2 separate regions of the Mus musculus genome follow, and region 1 is linked to region 2. A link is a contact called in public Hi-C data. All regions are on one chromosome and are shown on one strand. The core of a region is the stretch at or near the end of the contact, and the rest is flanking DNA. Distances in the headings are between cores, read along the strand shown.

Region 1 (7,018 bases), core at 1,735-4,234, 37 kb after region 2:
ACCCAACCACCTGCTCCAGTGAAGCCCAGAGAAATCCTCTAGACACAGTGAGCTTTGAGGGAAGTGGCAAGATGGACTTACAGAAATATCCAAGGATTATAGTTTTTTTTCTTGAGGGCCTTAAATTGTTATGAAGCTGAGAATGACCTTGAACTTCTGACCCTCCAGTCTTCACTTCCCAAGTGTCGGGTTAGACGTGTGCTAATATACCATGTTTACAGTGTGCTGCAGATGAAACCCAGGGGTTTGTGCAGCTAGGCAAGCACCCTTTATAGTATGCATGTCAGCCCATCTGGACTCCCTGAATACTTGCTCCCATTTGAAAAAATCTCCAGCCTGCTGAGGCTGGTCTGGATGTCAGGTTGAGAGATGGAAACATGTGCAGAGATTGCAACTTCCTTTGGAGAGCCATCTTGATTTGGGGGAACATTGATAAAGACATTAAGAGTAAGATGGGGTGTGTATGAGATGCTAAGAAGTGAAGGTTCTGATAAAGATCGGCACCCTGATTTGTGAGTGGCCCACAGGAAGCTCAGGAAGACCCAAAGACATTGAGGACTGGTCGCCAGGATCAAGACCCATCCTGTGGCAGAAATACCCACAGCATTCCTGACATGAGGATAAGAATTTACCCAAGCACACGGGCTGCCATGGCTGTCACTGGACTAGGATGCCAAGGTCCTCCAGGTAGGAGGGGGATATGCTTCTATTCATGTCTTTTTATGTGTGTGTGGACATGTGTGGTATATGAGTATGTATGTGCACACTCATGTTAGGGCTTAATGCGTGCATCTGTGCATATCCCTGTGAAGGCCAGAGGTATGTGTACCTTATTTTTTGAGACAGGGTTTTCCACTGTACCCAGAACTCACTGATTTAGCTAGATGGACTGACTGGCGAGCTCCAGGGTGTCCTGTCTCTGCTTTCCCAGTGCTCGGATTACAGATGTGAGCCTGCATCCCCAGCTTTTCACTTAGGTTCTAGGGGTCTAAATTCAGGTCCTCATGCATATATGGCATGTGCTTTATCAACTGAGCCATCTCTCCAGCTTTCTTCTCCATATCCTTTTTATCCTTTTTTTATCTTAATCTTGAGATATATTTTTCTGGAACTTAACATTTCATGAAATCTGGTCTTGGTAGTGCATGCCTGTAATTCCAGAAATTGCGAAGTTAGAGGCAGGAGGATTATGAATTCAAATCTACCCTGTGCTACACAGTAAGCCTGAGGCCAACCTTGAGATGACTGTTAGGCATATATATATATATATATGGAATTAAAGGAATATATCACCTTTATATTGGGTTATACTGGGTTATAAAGGGCAGAGGCAGTTTTTACCCTAGCAACTGAATTGGAGTGTGAACCCTGATCTCTGTGGAGAGATTCCCCACAAAGAGTAAGGTCATGAGATTGAAAAATAGCAAGTATCACTCATAATTCCATCACTTGGGAGGCTCAGGCAGGATGATTGCAAATTCAAGGACAGCTTGGGTACATAGCCAAACCTTGTCTTAAACACAAAACAAAACAACCCCCCCTCCCACCACCTCATAAAAACCCACTACATGTTGCTCAGTGGGAATGCCAGGCACAATTGGCCACATCTGTGGTTCCACTTACATAATCTTTCTGAAGTAGAAGCAGCCCAGAGACAAGGAAGCATGATGGTGGATGCAGGAGGATGGGAAGAGTCTGCTGATGCGGGTGGGGTTTAGTAGTGATGGAACAGTTAGGGGTTCCGCAGGGGGTTGACTGCAAAATACTGGACATGTGCTGAACATGGCTGAGCTGCTCCAATGATACCACATGTGTTTCTACTCAAATAAGGATGAAGGGAGATGATGGCTCAGTTGGTAAAGTGCTTGCTTGCCTTGTGTGAAGTGCAGGGTTCAAACCCATCACGGGTGCATACCTGCAATCCTAGCACTTGGGAAGTGGATACAGGATGGTCAAGAGTTCCCGGTCATCCTCAGCTACCCAGTCAGCTCAAGGCCAGCCCGGGTTATGTGGAAACTTGCTTCAGAAAAGAAAGTAATAAAAGGAGGGGGTTGGAGGCTCAAGCCTCAGTCTGGATGAGCTCACCTGCTGTCTAAGTGGTCTCTGAATACCATCAGGGCTTCACAGTCTCAGCATTCACTCTGCTATGTCTGCCTTGGAGAGTCAGGTTCCAGCCCACTTGAAAAGTGGCATTTCCAGGGGTGAGGTCTCTGTGGGGACAGAGATGCCACCTAATAATACTGCTCTGTTGTGGTACTCTGTGGTAAGCTTAGGTGTGAACTGACTGAGAACCTATCAAGGCTACCTGCTATCTTGATGGAGGAGGCATCACCTTTCCTCCCTGAGACTGTTTTATTTATGTGTCTCTCTCTTCTTGCTGGGGTAGGAGACAGCCCAGCTGCACCTTCCTGCTGTCCTGGGGAGAATGTAAAGTCCTCTTCCACCTTCTCCGGCCAGTCCTATCATAGCTTCTGACATGCTGACACCATTGTTTCCAAGAATACTGTATGTCACCAGCCCTGTGCCCAGTCATAGGACCAGATTACATCTGAGCCGGATCTGCAGCCCTCAATAATCTCAGATAAGAGGGTAGAGGCTACAGGGGAGAGTGGGAAAAACTAGGCCAGTTCATTTCAATAGAACCAATGACCTAGAGGGCGATGTACTCCTGGCGATTTGGCAAAGAGGGGATTCCTACACAGTCTCAGACATGAGCTTAACACCTGAGAGATGAATCTACCCAAGCTTCAGACCCCGGCTCACCTGTGGCTATATCCTGAATGAAACAGTTTGTTTGTTTGTTTGTTTGTTTGTTTGTTTTATCACCTCAGTGTTTCAGAAGCTTCTGCAAACACAGCCTGTGCAACTTTGTATTGTAGAACCAGGTTGACCCCACCATTCTGACCTCCCCCAGTTGGGTCTGTCTAGCTCTTATCATACCCATGGAACTGGCTGGAGCAACTGTAGCAACCGATATAGCCGGTGGCTTTAAGATCAGAGGCTCATTATCCCATGCACCTGAGACCGGAGGGTCAAGATGGAGGTGCTCCAGGGCTGGCATTTCCCAGTTCCTCTCTCCTTGGCTTCAGACAATATCTTCTCTCTGTATCCCCATACAGAATCCACTGTTCTGTCATCTACCTACCTACCTACCTACCTACCTACCTACCTACCTACCTACCTACCTACTTTCCTATGTATCTATCTATCTTTCTGTGCATGTGTAGGCCTAAGCTGTCATTTCTCAGGAACTGTCCATCTTGGTTTTTGAGACAGACTCTCTTTTGGGTCTTGAACTCTCTGAGTAGGCTAGGCCAGCTGGCCAGTGAGTCCCAGGGGTCCTCTTTTCCCCTCAACCTCTCTAGCTCTGGAATTACAAGCACATGCCACCACACCACCTCACTTTAAAAATATTTTATTTTGGGCTGGAGAGACAGCTCAGCGGTTAAGAGCACTGACTGTTTTGCCAGAGGTCCTGAGTTCAATTCCCAACAACCACATGGTGGCTCACAGCCATCTGAAATGGGATCCAATGCACTCTTCTAGTGTGTGTCTGAAGACAGCTGCAGTGTATTCATATAAATAAAAAATATTTTATTTTATTTATTTGTGTGTATGTGCATGTACCAGAGAGAAAGAGAGAGAGAGAGGTGAATGTTGCTTTAATTTATATATATGTGTGTGGTTCTAATACATATCTGAGTGTGAGTGCCTGTGGAGGCTAGATAAAGGCTTCAGATCCCATGGAGCTGGGGTTGAGGTCGTTGTGAGCCTCCTACATGGGAGCTGGAAACTCAACTTCAGTCTTGTGTAAGAGCAGCTCTGACCTCAGAGCTATCTGCTCAGCCTGGCTTTTTTATAGTGGGTTCTGGGGATTGAACTCAGGCCCTCATGTTTGTAATTCAAGCACTCTACCAATTGAAAATAAATCTTAACAGACCCTAAATCTGTCTTTTAGTGTGACCCAAAGAGGGTCTAGCTGCAGGGATATGCACTGGCTGTGAGCATCAAAGATAGAAAAATATCCAGAGACCCAAAAAATATCTAGAGACCCATACCAGTCATAGCAGCTGAGGATCTGGAAAGCAGGGGCCCACAGACCGCCAGTTCCTTTTCTGGACTTCACCTGTAGGGTCCCCACTAAACTCAGGAACTGGGCTAGAAACCCTGTGGATCAAGGGTAGCAACCAGGTAAGCTCTGAGCCTTTGTCTTCACAGATGTGCCTAGATGGCTAGGGTAGCTTTGCGGCTGAGCTCATCCCTCCCCTCCCCTCCTCCCCTCCCCTGGGAGACAGGCTTGGACAATGACACAGAGACACTAGGATTCATGAAGTGAACAGTCAAAGGTGTGAGTGGTTGAGGTTTGAGTAGGCGGTCTTGCCCTCCACGGTGGCAGTGGCCCTCTTTGGAGATAGTAGATAGTCTGTCCCCAAATGTAGTCTGTTGCCTTCTCTGTTTCTATGTGGCCGATGTCCTCAACCCGGCCACATCTGGTTAACATTCTCTGCTGACATCCTGAGTCTCATTTGGACCATCAGGGTCCTGCTGGAGGACATGGCTAGACACTGTCATGAGGTGTGATTCTGAAGCCAATCTCCTGTCTGACACAGTGGCTTTTTGTCTGCTGCCAGCCATGCACATAGAGAGCTCCTTGTGTGTCCCTTTTCCCACCTGTTGCCCCACGAGAACATCTGCAGTGGTCAATGCTCTGAGCAGGGTTCTAATACTTTCTTTGCATCCCTTGAGGCCTAGGCTTCCTGGGGGGAAGGCTCACCCTCCTCACTTAGGATTTAGGATCCTGTTGACCTGCTCTACCATGTGTGGGTCCAATCTGATCCAGGTCCTCCCTGGCCTGTGTCACCCCTAGCAGTGGTCACTGGCCAGAATCTACCACAATGACCATGTTGTGGTCATTGCTTTTCTCCTCTAGTGCCTGCCCCTGTCTCTTATCCTGTACATTCCAAAAGGGAATCTGAGCCTGGACTCTTGGACTCTGGACTCTTGTGTCTCCTGTCCAGTATGGTCAGCATGGCACACTCAGCTACTATTTCCTGACTGGGCACTTCCAGGGAAGGAGGTGCCAAGAATCATGTTTAACAGAATATTGATGGTCCAAGCAGGGTGATGGGAGACCCCAGACCATCCAAAGAAGGCCTCAGCCTCCCTCGGGGGGGGGGGGTGAATAATGTCTACCCCTATGTATTTCCCCTGCAAAGAACAGAGTAACCTGAGGCCAGGACTCTGAGGCTCAGAGAAGTCCTCTCAGGAAAACACTGGAAATACTCTGAGATGCAGAGGGACTGTATTCTTCCATACATACATCACCTACCTGATTGTGAGGAGCCTCTTCACTGCATCAAAGGGTGGGCAAGCACTGCCCTCTCCTGGTGGCCACTCAGACCTTCTCCGGAGTCTCCCGGGAGCCTACTGACAGTGAACTTGCCATTCCTCAGTACACAAACAGAGAAGGACAGGAAAGGATTACACTGAAAGGAGAATTATTTTGCCGTGAAAAGATGAGTTTATTAAAGGAAAATATTAATGTGTTCTAAGAGACAGGTATAAAAATGGCATGATGGAGGAACCAGTGTGGACTGTGCTGGCAGGAGGAAGTGGCATGATGTGGCCAGTGTGTGGCTTTTTCCTGTTAAGAATCCAGTCCTTCACCAGGTGCTGCGGACCACGAATATGAAACATCTGGGAGGAGTAGACATTGGCCAAGGAAGAGTCAGAAAGTCCCTGTGGCCACTAACCTCCTTGGCTGAGTAGTAGAGAAGGCCATATATCTGAGAAAGAGCACCTCAGAGAAACAGGGTGATATCCGAGGGAGTGCTTTGTGAACAGTGAGAACAGCCAACCCTACCCCACCCTACCCCAACGAAGAGAATGGAAGAACTCAGCTGATGACTAGATCGTTCGATATCTCAGATCTTGCACTGGCAGCACACAGGAGCACAGCAGCTGGACTGGCAGCAGCAGGGCTTGCAGCAGCTGGACTGGCAGCAGCAGGGCTTGCAGCAGCTGGACTGGCAGCAGCAGGGCTTGCAGCAGCAGGATTCACAGCAGCAGGGCTTGCAGCAGCAGGATTGGCAGCAGCAGGGCTTGCAGCAGCAGGACTGGCAGCAGCAGGGCTTGCAGCAGCTGGACTGGCAGCAGCAGGGCTTGCAGCAGCTGGACTGGCAGCAGCAGGGCTTGCAGCAGCAGGATTCGCAGCAGCAGGGCTTGCAGCAGCTGGATTGGCAACAGCAGGGCTTGCAACAGCTGGATTGGCAGCAGCTAGATTTGCAGCCCCCACAGGAGCTACAGCCTCCCTTGCAGCCCCCACAGGAGCCACAGCCTCCCTTGCAGCCCCCACAGGAGCCACAGCCTCCCTTGCAGCCCCCACAGGAACCACAGCCCCCCTTGCATCCCCCACAGGAGCCACAGCCTCCCTTGCAGCCCCCACAGGAGCCACAGCCTCCCTTGCAGCCCCCACAGCTGGAGCAGGAACAGGCTGGCACACAGCAGCACACAGGCTTGCAGCAGCACACAGGCTTACAACAGCTGGAGCCACAGCCCCCACAGCTGCAGCCACAGCCCCCACAGCTGGAGCCACAGCCTCCTGAACAGCCACAGCAGGTCATGGTTCTGGAGTTTGGTTGAGGATGGAGTAGGTCAGAGGAGCAGGTGGAGAGGAAGTGTGCAGATGTGGAGCCTCCTGAGCCTGCTGGGTCTTTATACCCCTGCCCCGGGTGTTGCTGAGCTCTTGCTCACTTCCTTGTGTCGTCAGGCTGTTTCCTTGGTGTGGTTTTGTTTGTTGTATCCATTTCTTTGTTTGTTTCTTTCTGCTAACTGCATGCACTGGTGATTTTTCTTAGGTTTCCAAATTTAATCTCTTCCTTGTTTATGTTAACATTGGTCTCTTCTTCCTAGATGCTCTTGAGTGGTAGTCACCTGCCCTTTGTTGACTGCATGTGACTTGGGAGTGACAGTATCATGTCCAGGTTCTATACCAGCTCTGTTTGGAATTTTCTCCTAG
Region 2 (6,710 bases), core at 3,947-6,446:
GACCAAGGGTCCCCCAGGCCCGCCACGCAGCAGGCTGGCCAGTTTCTTTGCGTCCATCACCTTCCTCGGGAGCCGATCCCCAGCCATGGTGGGGTGGTGGGCAATGGGGAGAGTGACCCCTGAAGTGAGGAGGGCGTGGCCTTGCAGCGTTCTGGGTATCCTAGTGCATGGTGCCAGACCTGGGGGAAAGGTGAATAGTCAGCAGATGGTGGGATCTGGGTAGCTATAGCTGGCTCCCAGGAAGGCCCTGTGTTTGGCACCTGGCATGTCCTTTGAGCCCTTCCTCCTGAATGGATGAGCCAATGCCTTACCCAATGGGGTGAGTGCAGAGAAGAGACCCTGACTACCCCCTGCTTTGCCTAGTATAAGGCAGAAGGCAAATGGGGTCCTTATTATGGGCTCTGGAGTGCTGCTATACCTGTGCCTTCCTCAATCTCTGTCCTGCTGATTTATGCATTTTATACCCTAGGGTATAAAGCTTGACTCTGTTCTTTTCCCAGGTAGGGGCTCTCAGACCTCCCCCCCTTTCTTAGCACAGTGCTGGATGGCCAATTCCCAGAAGCCATCTCCAGAAAAGGTTCTCTAAGCTCATAATCTTGATGCTCGTGGATAGAAGAGCTAGGCCAGCAGGACAGGCCCCACCCCTGCTCATGGGCTCCCGAAGGCCAGGTACTAGGGAGCTCTTGTTTTACTGTTCCTGGTGGATGCTTCCAGCTGAGGTTGGTGCACTCCACCCATTGTACAAAGGGATGGGGTTTGTCAGCCTAAGGATGAAGGCTGTGGTACCTAGGATGCTTGGAGCTGCTGGACCTTCTGCATGGCCCCAGAAGCTCTTGTGCTGAAGAATATGTGGAAGGACTGAAAATGGCTAGCATCAGGGAAAGCCCTGTTCTTCAGGCTTGATGACTCTCACCTATCAGGTGCTGTCTCCCTTGGAGCCCCCAGGACGCATGCAGTGTCAGGACAATGAGGCTTGGGGCAGTGGAAAGTAAAACAGCAGGGCAGGTACAATATTCTCCTCATCTAGCCTTACAAATGTGCTGGGGTAGGAAGGAACTTAGCCCTCTAGGCACTCACTTGAGCCCCTTCCAGTTCTGGGCCATTCCCACTCCTCTACTGCAGTCATGTGGGCACCTACATGGGGCTACCATGCTGGTACAAGGGCACAACTTCCAAACCTTGCCTGTGCATAGTCGGTGGGGTCTTTGGGGTGCTAATCCCTGACATCTACGTGTGTCTCAGGCCTCTCTGCAAGCCATTCACTGGGGAATTGGGCCTGGGTCAGTCACACTGAGGAATCTCAATAGCAATAGACTAATGCTTATCTTAGATGTTCAGGGACATTTCCCTGACTTCCAACTGGAATCTTGCATGAGGGAACAACAGGCTACTGATTAGGCCAGAGGAAGGAGTGGGTTTTCCTACTAGCAGAGCTGGACAATGGAACTAAACGCCCAGGACTCTGAGAGGGTCATGGCTCAGGATGCTGGGGTGCAGAAGGGCCTTTTCTGAGTCCCTTGGCCCTGTCAGCCAGCAGTGTCCTCCTCTTCCCAGGTGACATGGGTTAACTGCATAAAGGGAAGCAGAGATCTACTAGTATAGGGAGCTAGAAGGTACAGCCCCACCCTCTCTGCAGCAGCCATTGAACTACCCTGAGGGAAGTTTTGCTAGGGTTGCCCCATCTGAAGTCTCTCATCACAACCCCACAAGGGGCTGCAGCTGAGGATGGCAGGGAAGGGAGACCCAGAGGGAAGAACAGAGGAGAGCAGGTTGGTGGTGGCAGGTGGAATGGGGGTATCAGCTACACTCAGGCCTGATACCTGTCCCTTCCTCTACCTCCCAGGGAACCCTAAGAACTGAAGCTGGGCCCTATTAACCGTTACAGTATTGCTATTTGCATCGGAGGGGGACTCATTAGCAAGTTAGCACCTCCGATGTTGCCATGGCAACAGCAGAGGTGCCAGGCAACGGCTGCTCCTACTGCAACAGCCATGAAGCAGGCTGCTCTGCAGATTAGGCAGGTCTCCCTCCTCTATGTTCCCACTCCTCTGTGGCAGGTGCCCAATAGCTCTGGTCTTTAACTCAAAGACAACAATGAAGCCCCTTACTCCAACCCTGCCTTACTTGGCCCTAATTCCCAGGATCCAGCCCCACACTGCAGCTCACTGGCTCCCCATTCCTCTGAGACCATCTGTATACAGCACTGCAAAGATCTGGATGAGCCCCCTCACATAGGAAATTCTGCACTATGCTGTTCTTCAGTGGCACATCCTAACAGCATCTCCTTATACCCCCACCCCTGGCTTCCTCCATGCTGGGCATTAGTCCTAGTGCTGGATAGAATTCATTGGGGCTTGAAATAGATATGTAGGGCCAGTTTTGAGAAGGTCAGCAGGGCACAGACAGACCATGTAATATCTTAGCAAAGCAACATACATTCCCAGTTCTTCCCAGGGAGAACAGCTATCAGCCTGTTCTACAGGAGCCTTGAAGTGGGTTGGGGAAGTGGTCAAGACCCCTTATGCAGAGGCTGTAGGCCTTCATCAAAGGATTTTGAGCCAGGAGACAAGCAATCCTAAATTCAAAGTTAAGAGGAGCCTTTCCTAGGCCACACCCCTCAGGGAGGTCCCAGGCAACCCCCTTTGCTGAAGGCTAGGTCCACAGCTCAGGCCTTGTGGCACTGTTCCCTGGGCACAGGAACACTCCCCTTTGTACATTCGCAGATGCATGCCTTATTGACAATCCATCTTGTCCCTGAGTGCAATTACACATGTGTCCCTCTGCACATACAGAAGACATTACAGCCTCCTGGAGTGCATGACTGAAATACACAGTTGCAAACAAATCCTTCTGCACACCAAAGCCCCCGGTGCCCACATACCAAGTGCCAGTCCATTGCCTTTCACACTGGGGTTCCCACACAACATGTTCTGGTCCCCAAGTCCTTATGTGACCAATAAAAGCCCGAGTCCTCAATGGCATCCTCACTAATCTACTCCTGCTCAGTGCCTAGTGACAAGAAACTCCCTACTTCTAGAAATGGCTGCCAGGCCCATTAACCCCTGTAAGACTGGGTCCCTTCTCACAACAACCTGACCTGGGTATCCCTGCTCACAGCCAGGCAGGCTCTCAGGAAAGAGCCAGAAATTAGGGGCCCAAGATGCTGAGATGCCAGCTCATTGTCACACTGGGCACTTCTGAAGCCTGGCAGAGACCATCTCCTAAAGGGAGGGGCTCAAATGTTCCTGCATGGCAGTTGAGTCCTTGGCTTCTCTGGCCAGTCTACCCTGCACCCTTGCCCCAGGAGAGGGAACAGAAACATTGTCTCAGTCAGGCAAATAGCCAGGCCAAAAAAAGAGACAGTGGAGGTCAGAGGGAGCTGTGGTCCTGAGAGGTCCAGTCAGGGTCTTTGGCTCACACATTTCTTAGGAGCACAGCATAACTATCTCTCTTGCTGTGGGTTCAGCCTCTCCCTGCTTCCTCTGTGAGCTGCATATTGAACTCTCTCCAAACCCACAGATGCACCCCACCGAAATACTGTCCAGTTGAAACTTCTGAGTTGAAACCTCAGTATCAGCCCAAGAAGAAAGATGTTGGCAGGAGTCCTATACACATTGACTTGAAGCATCTTTTTGCGTCTGTGTTCAGTGCTAAGTCCCCAGAGGTATCCTCAAGTATCCCCAAGGGCACAGAGCAGGAGGGAACGAGAACCTGCCCAGCAACTCTCCTGAGGTCCCTAAGCTGACTGCAGCAAGTCAGACATAAAGATGAACCTACAGCTCCTGGTCACATGATCTGCTCATCTGTATCAGGTGCCTGCTAACCAAATAGTGAATGCACGGGGACTCTGATCTCCCAGGGCAGAGCCTGGCACTGTAAGCTACCCTCACCCACCCAGCTACCCTAGGGGCAAGTAAATGTGAGGCTGGGTCTACAGGTCACTGGATTTCCATTCTGAATTCATTCATACTGTGAAAGAAGCCGTGCCCCTGACCCGAAGCACCTCCACCCCCACCCCATACTGCACAACAGAGCATTGCAGATGCCACACTGGTCCCCCACCCCCATCACTGCACCATCAAGGCCCCCAATCTATCTGCTGCAGGCGCAGCACACCCTGTCAACAAGGAGTCAGAGGCCAATTTATTCCAAGAGGTCTGATCTAGTGGAAGCTGAGCCTGTTCTTGCTCCTCCACCTGCAAGGTTTGGCACAAGGGTACCAGCAGCATCTGACTGGCCGCTCCCTCCCAAGGTAGGCAGAGAGGCCAGGGAGACAGGCTGCAGGAGGCAGCCGTGCCGGCCCCTCCCCCAGCATCGCGCCTACAGCCTCTGCGTCGGGTAAGGATGTTCTTTATCCGCAGAGGCGAGTGGAGCACCATGAAGTGGGGGTGACGGGACAGCCATGCGAGTCGAAGAGTGGGGGGGGGTCCTATAGCTTCCTCTCCAGATAAGGAGCCTACCGCAGGCCGGAGCCGACCCTCTGGCGTCGGAGGTTTCGCATCCCCCTGCCCGCTGCAGCCGCGGACGACCTTCTCCAAATCTGGCTGCCAGCGGGGGCGCTTCGCAGGGACTCTCACCGATCTGTGCTGGATCTCAGCCCTCCCCCGCGAATCCCTAGGTCTCTTATATATATCCCTCCAGATAAGAAGGAATATGCCGAGAAAGACAGCGCACTGCAGGCGCGGATCTGCAGCGCGCGCCGCTCGCGGGGCAGAGCCATTTATTCTCGGTGCTCCAAAGAGCTTCTTCCTTCAGGGCACACAACCGCAAAAACCTCCGCACGTCCTGGGCCCACACCCGGCTTAGGACTCGACCGCTGTCAGCGCCTGGCTCACCTGGCTCTCGCTTGCCCTGGGGTTGCCCCCAACGCCGGTGCCGCGCTCAGGGCGCCCGCTCCGTTCCGCCACCCATGGGCCCGTCGGGGGCCCGCGTAGCCGGGGCAAGGGCCGGAGAGGCGCGCGGGGCGCGTCGCCGCCGCCGCCGCCGTCGTCGCCGCCACCGCGGGGAGCGCTCGCTCGGGACGGAGCGCGCGTACTGCGGTCGGGCACGCGCGCTCACGGCGCGCATCCCAGCCCGCGACTTGGCGGGCGCGGCCGGCAGCTCCGGCCCGGCTCAGCGTCCGGCGTCCGGCGTCCGGGTGGGGCGGGGGTCCGCGGAGCCGGCTCGGCCACCGCGGGAGCCGCGAGTGACAGGCCCGGGGCGGAGGGCGGGGCTGCCGGTGGGGATGAGGTCATGCCGAGCGAAAAAGCCCCTGACGTCACCTGCAGCCAATCAGAGTGAGCCGCTCGGGGGCAGGTGACGTCAGCGGAGCGGGCGCTGGGTGCGGAGCCCTGGCGGCGGCCGTGGGTCTCTCTGCCACCGCCCTCCGTCCCCCGCGCCCCAAGCTTCTCGGGCATCGGTTCTTAAAGGGGCCACGCACGCCGCAGCTCCCCACCTCCAGGAAGCCTTCCCAGCTCAGGGCTCCTGGTATCCCCAAGAACCCTCTGCCTCGCGGCACTCTAACCAGCGTCTACTGTCCTAGTATGCAAGGGTCTCCCTCTCTCGGCCCGCCTGGACTGAACCTGTCACGGATTTCTCTCCTTCCCTTAGCCTTTGTTCGCGAGAGGACGCCCTCCCAGAGTGCGCCTCCCCTGCCCCAGTGCGGCCCAGGGAAAAGGGTCATGGAGAGCTGCGGCCGCAAAGGGCCTTACCTGCAGCATCCGCGTTTGTCCTCTCCACGACCCCTGGAGGTGGAAGTCCAGCTCTACACTTTGCAGAAGAAGCTCCTAGGCGATGTGGTTTGCCTCAGGTCACTCATCCCGGGAAATCAGGGGGCGGGGCTCCAGACCCACCGGTGTGCTCCCCAGGGCGGCGCTGCCCCCCTACCTATGACATCCAGTTCTTGACAGCTTCCAATGAAAAGCCGCTTGGAAACGACCTCTACTCCCACCCGGACATCTCCCCTGCCCGCTGGGGACTGTCGGCTCCATCCCACTGTGTGAACACAACCACGTGAGCACTCAAAAAACATGGGTAATTACAACTAGGGCAGAAATACACAGGGGTCAGGCAGGTCTCAGAGGAAGGGGAGTCTTGTGCCAAAGTGGTCCACCTGCAAACATAAGCCACGTTTCCCTTAGTTTTCCCTCCTCCTCGGGAACAGGTTGGCAGAAAATTCTTTATTGTATGCCAGGCTGGTCTCAGCCTTCTGAGTGATGAGATTACTAGCACCCACCATGATGCCAGACCTTCTCAGATACTTCAAAAACGTGGCCCTGACTAGGTGGACAGTGAGGTGACCAGATAATATGAGTCTCGTGGGGGGTGGGAGGGGGGTGGAGTGTCCTGAACTTTCCCTGGAAGTCCAGCCTCTCACTCGATGAAGGGCAGAGTTTAGGAGATGGCTGGTTGAAGGAAGGGTCACAGAGAGTGAAGCAGGCACAAAGGAAGGAGCACTCCTTTGCTAGTATAGATTGTGTGAAGAATACTGCAGACCACACTAGGTGCTGGGCAAGGCTCTGCAGGGACCTTCTCCTTTACCCTACTGTATCCAGCTTGGCTTGGTTCATTATGAGTGTTTAGAACCGGCTTGCAGAAACCTCTCTATGTAGCCCAAGGGGAGTCTGGGAGTCTAGCCTGGGATTAATACAGGTTGGAGGGAAGAGGTGTCTCTGGCTCAGAAATAGCACAAAACAAACAAACAACTTGGGAGTGCTGCCAGGAAGGAAGCA

Evidence for each region. A called contact is a pair of places that touch in the nucleus more often than the background predicts.
Region 1: a Hi-C map of rod photoreceptor shows a contact between it and region 2, with 2.4 times the contacts expected there. The contact joins the enhancer-like site here to the promoter of Dusp8 in region 2. A contact is called at or near these places in 1 of 484 Hi-C or Micro-C datasets (rod photoreceptor) and 3 of 115 datasets of contacts at active chromatin or transcription factors (embryonic stem cells and pancreatic cancer cells).

Annotation. Positions count from the first base shown.
Region 1 is chr7:142,129,412-142,136,429 of GRCm38.p6, forward strand. It overlaps Gm32786 (a long non-coding RNA gene), which reads left to right. Exons shown (of 7, transcript XR_870057.3): 6 at 1-687. It overlaps Gm39115 (predicted gene, 39115), which reads right to left and starts at 6,672. Exons shown (of 1, transcript NM_001347556.1): 1 at 5,532-6,672. The coding sequence starts at 6,623. The coding sequence ends at 5,925. Within about 2 kb of position 2,985, at least 3 of the 459 cell types and tissues checked have an H3K27ac peak or open chromatin away from gene starts, as enhancers often do. A contact at or near this core is called in rod photoreceptor, where this site is marked.
Region 2 is chr7:142,090,088-142,096,797 of GRCm38.p6, forward strand. It overlaps Dusp8 (dual specificity phosphatase 8), which reads right to left and starts at 5,197. Exons shown (of 7, transcript NM_008748.3): 1 at 4,836-5,197; 2 at 1-179. The coding sequence starts at 87. It overlaps Gm32786 (a long non-coding RNA gene), which reads left to right and starts at 4,079. Exons shown (of 7, transcript XR_870057.3): 1 at 4,079-4,252; 2 at 5,590-5,991.